2 separate regions of the Mus musculus genome follow, and region 1 is linked to region 2. Evidence: chromatin contacts called from public Hi-C data. All regions are on one chromosome and are shown on one strand. The core of a region is the stretch at or near the end of the contact, and the rest is flanking DNA. Distances in the headings are between cores, read along the strand shown. Region 1 overlaps Tbc1d16 (TBC1 domain family, member 16). Region 2 overlaps Rbfox3 (RNA binding protein, fox-1 homolog (C. elegans) 3).

The links. A called contact is a pair of places that touch in the nucleus more often than the background predicts.
Region 1: a Hi-C map of cortical neurons shows a contact between it and region 2, with 5 times the contacts expected there. The contact joins two enhancer-like sites. A contact is called at or near these places in 3 of 484 Hi-C or Micro-C datasets (cerebellum, cortical neurons and embryonic stem cells).

The regions. Positions count from the first base shown.
Region 1 is chr11:119,192,987-119,199,852 of GRCm38.p6, reverse strand. The region is part of intron 3 of Tbc1d16 (TBC1 domain family, member 16); the gene reads left to right. Gm36111 (a long non-coding RNA gene) reads right to left here. Exons shown (of 2, transcript XR_389225.4): 2 at 6,303-6,866. Among named protein-coding and RNA genes, the nearest start is that of Gm36111, 4.5 kb to the right of the region's middle. Within about 2 kb of position 1,407, at least 25 of the 459 cell types and tissues checked have an H3K27ac peak or open chromatin away from gene starts, as enhancers often do. A contact at or near this core is called in cortical neurons, where this site is marked.
Region 2 is chr11:118,739,445-118,746,434 of GRCm38.p6, reverse strand. The region is part of intron 2 of Rbfox3 (RNA binding protein, fox-1 homolog (C. elegans) 3); the gene reads left to right. Among named protein-coding and RNA genes, the nearest start is that of Gm11750, 42 kb to the left of the region's middle. Within about 2 kb of position 1,469, at least 52 of the 459 cell types and tissues checked have an H3K27ac peak or open chromatin away from gene starts, as enhancers often do. A contact at or near this core is called in cortical neurons, where this site is marked.

The DNA.
Region 1 (6,866 bases), core at 158-2,657, 450 kb before region 2:
AGTGACAGATTTCCTGGAAGCCACGTGCAGAGCCTGGAACAGCTGCTGGGGTGGATGTCACACAGGTGTCACGCCTGACTCTGTAGGCACTGAGGAGGGGTCAGCCCACCTTGAGGGGTGAACATGGTAGACTAGATGGTCTAAGTGCTTTTGCCTTTGGGAGGAAACAGGTCGGTAACAAGGTTGAATTATTAATGGTGTTACCACGCATAGTTGGTGTGGCAGCCTCTACTCCCACACCCGTAGAGGACAGCTTAGAGTTCAGAGAGAAATCCGAGTATCTAAGAAGGTTCCAGAATTAGTAAACTTGGTGGAACCATGAACCTAGAAGTGTGGGTGCCTGGGTGCTGCTTCAGAGGTTCCTGGCACCAACCCATCACCCTAGCCCTGCTCCAGGTGGCAGGAGTGTGCCATGCCCGGGGTTGCTTCCTGAATAGCCAGCTGATCCCCTTCTGCGCAACCATCTTTGGAGCGGGCATCCTCCAGGGTGAGCCAGGGAGGAGGGAGGAACACATAGGAACAGCCTTAGCAAGCCCTCTCTGCCCAGCCCTGACCCTCTGTGTTCCCTCAGAGGCTGCCCAGTGTGCTCTGAGAAGAGAAACCAGAAGGGAGGGAAGGGCCAGCCAGGGAATAAAGGGCACGTGGAGAGGTCCAAAGGTAGGAGAGGACTGGTGAGCCTGGTGGCATGTGGGCGACACAGTCACATTGAGGACCAGGAGGGCTGGGATGGGGGTCAGGTGCAAGAGACCGGGTCCATGGGTGCTGCCCCCTGCTGGTGTCAGGGAGGCGAGTCCTGCTGAGACCAAGGGAATCCGGAGGGGCGCCCAGGAGGGGTGGATCTCCCTGAGCCCTGTTGTGGGCCTCCGCAGGTGTTTGAGCCGCCCACCACCCCTGCCTTTCAGGAAACTCTGGGGAGACCCGTACATCCCTCCATCCTGGCTCCGGAGGCTGCTGCTTCCGGGAGCCGTTGTTTGGGCTTGTTTGTGCTTCTGCAGCCTGGAACTGCGATTTATTTCTTTAAAACATCCCTTCGCTCGACACCCTGCAATCTGTTTCGTGCTGCGGAAGACTCGTCTCGCCGTCTGTTTCTGTAGCACTTGGCAGGCTTCTTGCGGAGGCTGTCCTTCCCCAGTCCACCCCCAGTCGACGTGGCTGTCCCCACCTGCACCTCCAGCTTGGAGGGTAGCCCTTCAGGGGTCCCCCAGGAGCTCCGGGGACGACAGCAGCAGGTCTGAGACCAGGGACTGGCCCGCAGACCCCTGGGGACAGCTAGAAACAGTCAGGAGGGTCGCACCGTCAGGACAGGAAGTCAGGGATGCCCAGGCAGCAAACTGGGCCCTCAGTTGCTGGCTGTCCTTCAGCTTCCTGCTCATTAGCAGGCTTTGGCTACCACCCACTCCAGGAACTCGGAGGCACTGCCAAAGAATTTGGACTGGGTCTCGACAGTGCCCGGACCTTCCATGTGCTACTCGATGTACACGTGTATTTGGCTCACACATGACAATAGGAGGGGCTGTGGGCCGGGACCCAGGGATCTGGTAGGGCTGCAGCCTGGTACATTTCACAGCCAGATACCCAGGTGTGAACTGTGCTAGATCCACAATCCCCACTGTGACCTCAACAAGGTTCTCACTTCCTAGCCTCAGTTTCCCTGCCTGTGAAATGGGGCTTTGGTGAGGGCCTGTGGTAAATGCAGAGCCCGGGCAGTGAGTCCAGCACAGTGGGCACCACTCACTGTTGCCATGGTGACCAGATTGACAGATGGAAGTCTTTATATGCCCAACATTCTTCAGCCCTCAGCTCAGAGTTTGGTATGGGTGTGCCAGGACCACAGTGACAAAGAACCGTAAAGCAGCCACTGAAGACAAGGTCAAGGGGTCTGTTCTGGTTCCTGCTGCCTTCAGCCTCAGCCTTCGCTGTAGTCACATGACCTTGCCTGTATGTGTGCACACACCCCTCTTGGTGAGCGTGCTAGATTAGGGTTCCCTAACTCCAGCACATCCTGATCTGAACCTGATGACACCTACTGTACGCTGGCACCTAGTGGGGCTGCCTGGCGAGCTTCTGGCAGGATGGGGATTTGAACATGGTTCAGCTTTTCCCAGGTTTTGTTGACATCAATGTCAATGACTAAGACAAAAGTCGAGGTCCTGTTCATGTCCCGTTGTAGAGAGGGTCACTCAGCAAGGTTAATGGCTTGAGTTACTGGCCACGGCACTAACTCTGAAGTCGGGCAGTGGTGGTGAGCACCTTTCATCCCAACACTCGGCAGGCAGAGGCAGACAGATGTCTGTGAGTTTGATGCCAGCCTGGTCTACAGATTGAGTTCCAGTTCTAGGTCAGCCTGGGCTACACAGAGAAACCCTGTCTCAAACAAACAGAGGGACTGGGAGATCGCTTGGCAGGTATAGAGCTGGCGGGACAGGCCTGACAACCTGGATTTGATCACAGAAAAAGAAGCCACAGAAAAAGCCAGGTGATGTGGTGAACATCTGTAAGCCCAGCATTCCTACGGTGTGTGGAAGGCAGAGACAGGAGGATCTCGCTAGGATCTCATAGGCCAGGAAGCCCAGATTACATGGGAGTTGAGAACTGACTGACTTCCATATGCATGCTATGGTGAGAGTTTGTGTGTGTGCGTGTGTGATACACACTACAGTGCCTGGGTGTGCACTTGTATGTTTGTGTGCATGTGTGTGTGGCCTCCAAGGAGCCCCTTGATCGCCTGTCTTTTCACTTCAGCCCAGTTGGTCTCTAAGGCCAGCCAAGTGGGTCTTGTTCTAAGTCCCCACAGGTGAGTAGGGCCTGAGGAAAGACATATTAAAATGACAGTATGGGAGCTGTACCTGTTCATGTCAGTGGTTGATCCCAGCACCCACAACCATCTGGAACTCCAGTTCCACGGGAGTCGGTGTTCTCGTCCGGCCTCCGTGGGCACCAGGCCCACTCAAGTGGCGCACACATACATTCAGGCAAAATGAAACTCATAAACAAAGAAAAATAAGTCTTTTTAAAGGCTGACAAAAGTGTTCCGTGTGCTAGCTCACGCCTGTAATCTTAGGAGGGAGGGGGAGGCAAGAGACCTGCTGCAAGTGGGAGGCTAGCCTGGGCTACACAGCGGAACCTTGCTTCAGAGAAAGAAAGAGAAAGGACGTAGGCCTGTTTCAGGAATTTTGATACCATGGGGGTGGTGGTCACTGTTATTGTGTGAACTTGTTTCCCTCCTGGCCTCTCTGTGGAATCTAGCTGGAACTAGCTAGCATTTTCTGTCCCAGGGTCTGAGGGGTGGGACAGAAAGCTGGCATTTTGTGCTTTGTGGACCAGATGGGCACTGCTGCTGTGTCTGAATGCCACCTTGTGTGGCAAAAGACTCTACTCAAATATGCAAATGTGCTCCTTCCCCCTGCTCTCCCCCTGCCCCCAGCCTTGCCACGGACACGGAGCTGTGAGCTTAGTATGGTGTTTGTAAGCCGTGAAATATTTTTTTGATTTTCTTTCAACATTTAAGATATTCAGACTTAAAGCAGGTGTGGCACATGGCTTTAATCCTAGCACTCAAAAGGTAGAAGCAGGTAGCTCTCTGTGAGTTCAAGGCTAACCTGGTCTACATAGTCAGTTCCAGGACAGCCGTGGTGGCTCTGAGACCCTGTCTCAAAACAAACAAATAAACAAAACCCTCAAAACTATATGGCCTGGAGATGTATTATGGAAGCCAGGTGTAAGCTCCAGCACTTTATAAACCAGCTGTTGGGGCCACGCCTGTAATCTCGGCATTCAGGGCAGGGAGATCAGAAGTCCATGATCCTCCTTGGCTACACAGAGGCCGGCATCGGAGACACAAAACCTTGCCACCAATCAGCAAGCAATCGGAAAGTATGTGTAGGAGTGAGGAGAAAGATTCCAGAACTCAAGAGACCAAAGAAGAAGGAGGCTCGGGAAGTTGAGGCCAGATGGGCTACAGGATAAGTCTATTAGACAAAGGACCAGAGAGATGGCTCAGCATGTCAAGGCTCCCAGTGTCACACTTGATGGCCCATATTTGGTCCCCAGGACCTTCATAGTGAAGGAGAGAACCGAGTTCTCTGACTTCCGCATGCACAAGCACGTGCACACACGCACACATACACATGCACACACACACACACACATTAATGAAGTGCAGGAACAAAGATTGATTGCCTGGCTCCTGGGTTGTGCAGACAGACAGACAGCAGCCTAGAGACAGATACTGGGCACTGCCTAGTAGAAGTACAATGGATGACCTTTGCGCTATCCCTCATGGTGGCATCCTGGATATACCCTCACTTGGCCTCTATTCAGTAAAGGAGACTGAGCCAGTCTGTGGGTGTCCTATGGCTACAGGCACAGTCTCTGTAAATTCACCCCCTCTGTGTGTGTGTGTGTGTATGCGCGCATGTGTGACTGAGTGTATGTCGTGTGGCCTCATCTCCCACCATCTCAAGATACAGAGCACAAGGCACCCTTAGAACAGCTCTGCAGATTTGTCCCCAGCTCCTTGCCTACGTCCTTAGTCACCACTTCCTTTTCCATCTCTACAAGGATCCTTGAGCGCCACCCGAGTTATAAGACTACGATGCCATTATATTAGCTAGTATGTCTCATGGGATGGGTGTGACTCCCACTGTGTGGCCACACTCACTGAAGGACGTTGGTGGATTGCTTCCAGCTTGGGGCGGTTCCAGACAAAGCCTTTCTGAATGTTCATCTACAGGTTTTGTCTGAACGCTTTTGTTCTCCGTGACAAACTCCCAGGAGTGGGCTCACCCGGGTGGCAAGGTGGTCGTGTGGTGGCAAGCTGATCGTATCTATTTCAGTTTTATAAAGAATTGCCAAACTGTTTTCCGGCCTGACTGTGTCCTTTATATCTCCTCCAGCCACCCAGGACTAATACAGGGTTATTATTTGTTATTTTTGACAGTTTTATATATGTATAGGATGTATACATGTATTTAGTTATAGGTGGCTGTGGACTGCCTGCAAAGTATACTGGGAACAGAACCCAGGAATCTTTGGAAGAGCAGTATGTTCATTGCAGCCAAGCTATTGCTCCAGCTCCTGTGTGATGCATCTGAACATACTTACTCCATTGCTGTCTTTTGTCTTTTAGCCTCTTCCCTCTGACTCTCTTTAACCTCTGCCTCTTCCCTCTGTTTCTCTTAGTCCTGTGCCTCTTCCCTCTGACACCCTTTGTCCTCTGCCTCTTCCCTCTGTCTCTCTTAGTCCTGTGCCTCTTCCCTCTGACACTTTTTGTCCTCTGCCTCTTCCCTCTGTCTCTCTTAGTCCTGTGCCTCTTCCCTCTGACACCCTTTGTCCTCTGCCTCTTCCCTCTGTCTCTTAGTCCTGTGCCTCTTCCCTCTGTTTCTCTTAGTCCTCTGCCTCTTCCCTCTGTTTCTCTTAGTCCTCTGCCTCTTCCCTCTGACTCTCTTTGTCCTGTGCCTCTTCCCTCTGACTCCCTTTGTCCTCTGCCTCTTCCCTCTGTTTCTCTTAGTCCTCTGCCTCTTCCCTCTGACTCCCTTTGTCCTCTCAACTAGTCTCCCATCCTACTTCCATGGCCACTCGTGGCCCACTGAGTTTAATTAGAGCTGCTTCCACGAGCATGGGTGGGGAGGTGACTCTACCAGAGGCTGCACCGCTGAAGAAGTGTAGTCCTTCCATCCTTCTCACCCCTTCCATCCTCAGCAACCATTTACTACCCAGAGCTCCTGGTGGGGGGAGGAGGAGGAGGAGGAGGAGGAGGAGGAGGAGGAGGAGGAGGAGGAGGAAGAGCGTGGGTCCTCACAAGCTCCCTCATTCGAGATGGAATGTTGACAGGCCTTGTGCGGGTCTCACATGGGGAAACACCACCCTGTGAGTTAAAAGACAGCCTTTCTCCACTCTCCTCCCCACTCTCCAGCTATCACATCCTCCCTCACCTCTCTTCCGTGTTGCTCTCCAAGGCTTGGAGGAGGCGATGCAGATGTTCTGTTAGGGCCCAGCACTCAAGATGCAGTTTTCCGCGTCCCCACCAAGGCTGGTTTTGAACTTCTGGACTCCAGCAATCCCCCTGCTTGAGCCTCTTGAGTAGCCATTGGGACTACCTGGCTTTCTTTGCTCATTTGAAACCGTCTGTGCAGGAGTGTGGCTGTGCCCTAGGATGCCCACAGTCTCATCCCACTGAAGGCCGGGTGCTTTGCATCTTTGCTTACGTTCACCTGCCATCTCTACGTCCCCTTTGTCAAAGTGTCCCTTGGTCCCAAAGTGCCCCTGTTTCCTCTTGAATTTTAATAGTTTTTTAAAACGTATTTTAGAGACAAGGCTTTTATTGAACACATGTGGCTTGTCAGTGTTCCCTTCTGCGGCTCACACCGACTGGAAGCCATTCGGGTGTCTGCCTGCTTCATGACTTTGTGTCTGTGGCTCGAGTGAGTTCACCTGGGTGTAAGGTGTGAGGTTTGTGTTCAGGCTGTACGTCAGCCCCAGCAGCACATGTTGGAAAGACTTCTTTGCCGGCAGAGTCCCGTCTCTGATGCCATGGGGCGATGCTTGTGTGGGTCATTGTTGTTTGCTTTTGTTTAAGATCATAATCATTTCTTCCCTTTCCTCCTTCTAAGCCTTCCCATGTTGTCCCATTCAAGTTTATAACCTTCTTAATTGTTGTTACATACGTGTGTGTGTGTGTGTGTGTGTGTGTGTGTGTGTGTGTGTTCCCAAGTGTATAAATGCAGCCTACTCAGTCTGTGTAATACGACCTGTATGTATATTCTCAGGGCCGACCACTGCTTAGCCAGCTGGAGTGCCCTTCCCTGTGGAAGACTGTCTCTCCCACCCTTAGCAGTCCATGGTTGCCTATAGTTCTCTGTGTGGGG
Region 2 (6,990 bases), core at 220-2,719:
GGCAAAGAGTGTATATGAGAGGGAGCTGAAACCAGAACCTCCGTGTACACACAACCAGGTGTAGAGAACATGATTCCACTTCTAGAGGGTTGCAGAACAGGAGTCTCAGAAAGCAGAAACCACAGTTGCATCAGGAGTCGGGTGTATGGAGACCAGGAAGCAAGGAATAAAGAGGCTTCTGGATTGGGGTTCTGCATCCAGTGGGGTGCAGGCTGCATGGGTGCAAGAGCTTGTCGGTTTGAGTGTACAGAGGGGGTATGTAAATTTTTACCTTAAAAGGAAAATAAAAGGTTTGTAAATAAATGCAAAGTCCTGGTTACTAAATAGCAGGCTGATGCACCCCAGAGAGTGCGGTGCCTGTAGCTGTCTTTTGCATGCATCAAAGATAATAAACACAGCTGATAAACACTCTGAGAGGAGATGAGCCGGCTGTGACCAGGCAAGCAGAGAAAGAGTAGCCCACTGGGGCTGCTGGGGATTCGGCATCCACCCCAGTGACTTCTCTGTGTCTCGGGAAACATTTGTCACCACAGAGTGCTGGTGAGAAACCAATCACAGAATAAACACACTGGGCTCTTTCCAGAAACACACAGTGGGCTCCTTTGTGTGGCAAGCAGTGGTGTGGACTGGCTACTTTGTGTCCTGCTCTGTTGGTTGGGGAAAACCGCAGTTTCTACCATCAAGGCTTCCTAGAGTCCAGGCTAGGGTTCAGGACCAGAGGAGGAGCTGGGCGGTGCAGCCTATGCACCCCACTGGGGTCATCCTCTAGTTTGCAAAAGGATGGAGGCAGCCTCCCCAGCTGAGTGCCTCCTGGGAAGGTCTGGCAGGCTATAAGCCAGCCATCAGTTCTAGGCAGCATCTGGGCCAGAGCAGAGGGGCTGCTCTCAGAGATGGGGAATGAGATCTTGTTTTCTGATAGATGATAGACAGACTGTGACTGCCTGTGCCAAGCTCCAGGGAGAAAAGTGGTCAGGCATGGGAAGAGGGCCCAGCTGCAATCACTCTCAGCAAGTAATGAGCATCCTCTGGGATGCAGGAGGACCAGAAGACATCCTGGTGGACTGGATAGTCCTTTAGACTACAGAGCAAAGGACCACAGCCAGGTCCAAAGGTCCATCTTATCCTCTCTGTGTTGTGCATGGCCAGTGAGAACAACTCTTACTGAGGATGTGGCAGGGTCAAACATCTTGGAGAAATGTTACGATCTGGGACTCTTGGGGTTGGGAGAGGTCACACGCCAAACAGCGAAGCACCAGGCGTCCTCTGACCTGTGGCTGACTCTAAACACGTGTTCCAAGGCCAGACCCCATAGCCTGGTGGAGCCAACACCTGCCATCTGATTGCCCCGACTCCCACTTCTGATACTTAGTTGATGACGCCTGCTTGATGAAGCCCATTAAGCAGCCTCCAGGCCTCAGGGCAGTGCTTCTGTTCGCTGGAACCACCCACCGCCATGTGGCTCCTTCTTTCTCCACCTCCAGAGCCACGCCCATCACGGGAGCCCTCCCACTTCTTTCTCCTTGAGCTCCTCGTTAATCCCCGTCAGCTGCGAGCAAACAAACTCCCCGCTCCATTTATTTCACGAGCCTCCCGATTTAATTAGGTTTTCCAGTTTTTCGCCTGTCCTGGGCCAATCAGTCCTTAAAACAGTGGAGGATTCATTTCCAGCTGCTGTCAGAAGGCGGCTCTCCTCAGTTAGAAAAATAATTAACCCATCATCACACATCGCGGGTAATGAATCTGTGTTTTCCGTTTGCTAGCAGGTCATTTGTATCTCTCCATACTGGCAAAGGAGGTGCGAACCAACTTCCAGCCGCTGTGGCTTCCCTCACCCCTTTATCCCTCTCCGGGGAGCCCTTCCCTCTCTTGGCTGGGGTGGGGTCGGTCGGTAGGGACAGCAGGCTCTGAGGACCTGAAGTTTCACTTTGGTTCCTGGTGCCCAGCCACAGAGAAGAAGCCACAGAGAGAAGCAAGGTCCCTTGCTTCTGCTCCCCAAACTACTTTCTGAAGTCCATAGTAGGTGTGACAAGTAGGGGAACTGTTGTAGAGTCCCGTGGAGCTTCCACATGTGACCTCAGCTTCAGGCTTACAGCAGTAGCTTCCCTCAGCATCTCTCACAGCCTGGAACCAGAAAGCCAGGAACGAGGAGATATCCGCATCCCCTCCCCGCCGGAGGGCCCCTGGCTCCATTTGGCCCTGTGGCTCACAGCTTTCCTTGGTGCTTTTTGACTTGGTGGCTCCAGCGTCTGTCCCGGGTACTGGATAGCCTTGCCTCAGCTTCATGGCAAACAGCTCGATCCTTACCATCTCTGCCTCCCACACTTCCGGTTACAGTGGGTCTGAAACTATGAAGCGGAAAATTTCAGAAATAAACCATTCATAATTTCCAAGTAATTCTTATTATGGTGTAGCATCAGACTGGCTCCCTTTTATTAGCTACTTATTGTTGGTTACCATCTCTTACTGAGATTAATTTGTAGATCAAACCTCATCACAGGCGTGAACAGGCAAACTTTGTGACTATGTGGCAAGTTCAGTGTTACACTGTATCTCAGTCATCCACCATGGGTCTTGGATATGACCCCATCTGATGAACACCGTGGGTCATGTCCCCATGGATAAGGGAATGACCACACATCTGTGAAGGCTTTCTAGATAAGGTCTGGTCATCAGAGGAGTACATTAGAACCCATTATAGGCAGTTTGCCCTTTGGGCTGTGTGCCCCTCATCCAGGCACCTTTAGGTCCCCTCCCCCCACAGTCTGCCCTGTGTTCCAGAGTGGAGTGGGAGAGGTCAGCAATGGGGAGGTCAGTGGGCTGTGGCTGTGGCTATGGCTGTGGCTGTGGCTGTGGCTGTGGCTGTGGCTGTGGCTATGGCTGTGGCTGTGGCTGTAGCTGTGTGTCAAGCCATAGCACCCAGGCCTGACTGTTCATCTGTAATGCTGTCTGCCATTTGTCAGCTGTTGGGGTGTGATGGGGCTGCTCTAGGATCCTGTGGGGGCTCTTGGAGGGATGCACAGAGCTGTCTTGAGCCAAGCTCAGCATGGTATTGTGATGGGGGAGCTGGAATAGTTTTTTGGGGTCCTCCACCCTTCAAAGGAAACAAGGGAACTGAGGTCTCACCTCCCACTCTATCCCTTCCCATGTGCACCCAAACACCACGGTGCCTCAGCTGGGACACACCCTGTAACCTGTACAATCAGGTGTTTGCATTTGAGGATCCCCTCAAGGTCTTATTATTGATTCACTGGATGGATGACTGGTCAGTTGATTGATTGATTGATTGATTGACTGACTGACTGATTGACTGATTGATTGATTGGTTTTGAGCCCATGGTGTGTGAAGGAGTCTTTCTTTTAGGCTGACTCTGCTGTCCCTCTTGGGGTTGGAGTTGGCCTCTTTGAAGACTGTATTACCCATCTCTCACCACTTGGTGGCACCCACAAGCAGCCAATGAGCGAGGGCTAAGTACCAAAATGTTGGGTGTGAGTGGGATCCTGCAAAGCCCTCTAGCCAAAGTTCCCTAGTGCTTACCTTTTTGCTCGCTCTGCCACTTCAGAAGTTACCTCCTGTCACCCACTGTCATCCTAAAAGAAGGCTCGGGGGCTGCTTGATGTGTGTAGCTTCTCTTTGGAGGGCTCTGGCCTGTGATTTCAAACTTGAGCATGCCCCAGCCTCTCTTTCAAGAACTCAGGGATTTTGTCCGAGTTCTCCTGTGTGTCTTGTGTTGTGGCATTGCATGTTAATTTGCTTCTACTTTGGCATTGGACATGCGCCTCCATGTCTCCCTTTGTGGAATGGGAAAGCAACAGTCTTGGGGAAGGTTGTGCCTGGTACTCTGACTGCTAGGGATCAAGACATCTTCTCAAGCCAGAGCCTCACCACCTTCCTGGGGGAGGCCCCGTGCTTTCCTAGGTCTCTCTGTATCCCAGATCTCTAGATCCCCCTAGCTTCACCCACCACCGAATCCCATCCTGGGGAAGCAGAGTGCACAGGCTCGGGAATACCTTCCCCCTGCAGAACCCAGCTCCTTTAGCCATCTGGTTCCGCATACATCAGTACCCTACTGGTGCCAGGGGAGCCAGGAAAGAGAGGCAGCATCTTCTCTCCTCCCCTCCCCTCCCCTCCCCTCCTCTCTCCTCCCCTCCCCTCCCCTCCCCTCCTCTCCTTTTCTCTCCCCTCCCCTCCCCTCCCCTCCCCTCCCCTCCTCTCCTCTCCTCCTGTCTCCCCCTCCCTCCTCCCCTCCCCTCTGTTCCCCTCTCCTCCCCTCCCTTCCTCTCTTCTCCCCTTTCCTTTTCTTCCCTCTTTCCTCCTCCCCTCCCCTCCCCTCCTCTCCCTTCCTCTCCTCCTTTCTCTTCCCCATCTTTACCGTCAGATGGTCCCAGGTGTTCTCTGTTGCAGTGATAAACACTACGACCAAAAGCAAGTAGGGAAAAGAGGGTTTATTTCAGCTTACTTCTTACAGAATTGTGAAGACAAGTCAGGGCAGGAGCTTAAGGCAGGGGCCAACGCAGGAGCCAGTGGAGGGCTGCAGCTTACTGCCTTGTGCAGCCTGTACTTTCATACACCCTAGGACCACCTGCCCAAAGGTAGCCCACCCACTGTGGGCGGGGCCCTCCCTGCCAATCATCAATGAAGGAAATTCCCCAAAGGCTAGTCTGATAAGGCATTCTCTCTCTCTCTCTCTCTCTCTCTCTCTCTCTCTCTCTCTCTCTGGTTTTTCAAGACAAGGTTTCTCTGTATAGCCCTGGCTGTCCTGGAACTCACTCTGTAGACCAGGCTGGCCTTGAACTCAGAAATCCGCCTGCCTCTGCCTCCCGAGATAAGGCATTTTCTTAGCTGATGTCCTCTTAGACAACTTTAGCTTGTGTCAAGTTGACAAAAACCTAACCAGGATACCTCTAGTTCCCTGCTCTCCCCTCCCCCCCAGCTATGCTCTAAGTAGCTCTCTGCTGCCCCCACTTGGCTCAGCATCGCCAGATGTGTGGACCCCAGAGCCAGATCCAGCCACTCCAAGAAGAATAAGATCCAAGCAATGTCTCTCTGGGAGGGGACGCCTGGCAGTGTTCACTCAGGACTCAGCTTCTCTCAGGGCTTCTCAGAGCCGGTTTCTGTCCATCACTAGCTGGATCGTGGTTCTGGAACTTTCCAAGGGACTTGCCATTGCTATGTCATTGTGCTTGCAGGGGTCGGCATGTTGGAATGCACCCATTGAGCAGGATCAGAGGTTGTCACCTTTGAGGTGAATTCAGACCGTGGGACGTCTGGTGATAACCCTTGAGGTTGGGATCAGCAGAGCCTGTGTGAGGCTCAGACGTGGGTCTGCTGTGACAGCCTGGTCTGTCAGTCAGCCCAGTGAATGTCTGTGGCCATGACACTTCTCATGTTGATTCTTGAGGGTGTTCTAGAAAGTTCTTCTCAGCTCCTGAGCTTTGTCTTCTCTGTGTAGCATCTGCTAAGATCTCACCTCCTTCCTCAAACTTGCTTGTAGTGTTGTGTGGTCCATGGCTCTTCCCGGGCTCTCTCATCTGAACACAAGTCAAGCTCCCAGGTCCTTGCACTGCTTTTCTCTGATTTGTCTTCATTGACTTTGCACTGCCTTAGCGGGTGGTGATACGGTGCTCTTAACAGCCCAGCAGTGGGGGTGTGGCTCACTTTGGAGAAGTGGCAGAGATGAGAGGGAAAGCCCACGTGGGCGATTGTTTCATTTGGATGGATGCTGAGTGACTTGGAGAATGACCGTGGCAAGGTGGCAAAGCTCTGACCAGGCCTCTTGGAGCAGGCTACCTTGTACTGCAGACATGTGTCCTGTGCATCTCCTTTATTTACTCTTTCCACTGGGAGGTCTGTATACCACCTCTCAGGCCTGGAGTGTACACAGAAACAGGCAGAGCTTCCTCCTCCTCAGCCTAGCACCTAGAGGAAGAGGAGTAGAGATCTGATTTCCTGATAGTGTCTGCCACTTGTGCCTTGGGGACCCACTGTCCCAGTGATGGAATCGGGCTTGGTTCTAGGATACCTTCTGCACCAACCTCCTGTCTCAGTGACAACAAGGCTGGCTTTGTAGGCTGCTCCCACAGCTCTAAGTGATGCTGACCTCTTCCCACCTGCTGACTCTCCACCCAGTGCCTTCTGTCCTCTTCTCGGGTGTTCATGCCGCCAGCAGAAGGATCTGTCTGCATATAATCTATGTGCAGGCAATTCTGACCCTGCCAGCTGTCTGGGCACCAGTCTGTGCCAGTTAATACCACCAGGTGGCGTTGTGTACCGTGCAACTGCACTGCTGGCTCAGTTCCCTTCTTGACATGACTCATCTTTGGTCTTCTAAGAAACAAGTTGAACAGAAGTAGGAGTGGGGGCATTGCAGGAGGAGTGACCCCAGTCTCCTTTACTGTTACCATGTAACTACGAACCCCAAATCCGTCTCATTAGAGATTCCAAGTGTTCACAGGAAAGTACCTTGGACTTGTTAATTTTTTCTGCTGCTCACATCAGATGCGGTGCACATTATATAATAAGTTTATGTTTGTGAGAAGGAACTGGGTTTTACTCGGAGAAGCTGGGTAAAGGATCCGTCAGCAGGTCCCCTGATGTGCTCACTAACAACTCCAAATAAGTTCCATAAGCTTAGCTCATATCTGGCTCATGGCACTGTGGATTGCTGGCCTCAATCTGGCCCGCTGTGACCACACTCCAGTGCCCAAGCTCATAAAGCAAACGCCTGGCAGCTGGTAGGCAGAGGAAAGTGTTCACCCCGCTTTCTGGTTCTGCAAACTTCCCTTAGAAGTAGAACACGCCCACTGCCACGTCATTGGCCAAAGCAAGTCACATGGCAGTCCCTGCCCTGAAATGGATGGGAAGGTTAGTCCGACTGTATCCCAGCAGAAGTGATGGGAAGATTAGCCTGGCTGCTAGCCACAAAACACCAGCTGGTTCATGGGTCCAGGTACCCGCAGGGAGTGGGGTCCTGGGCTCAGTTTAAGAATAAG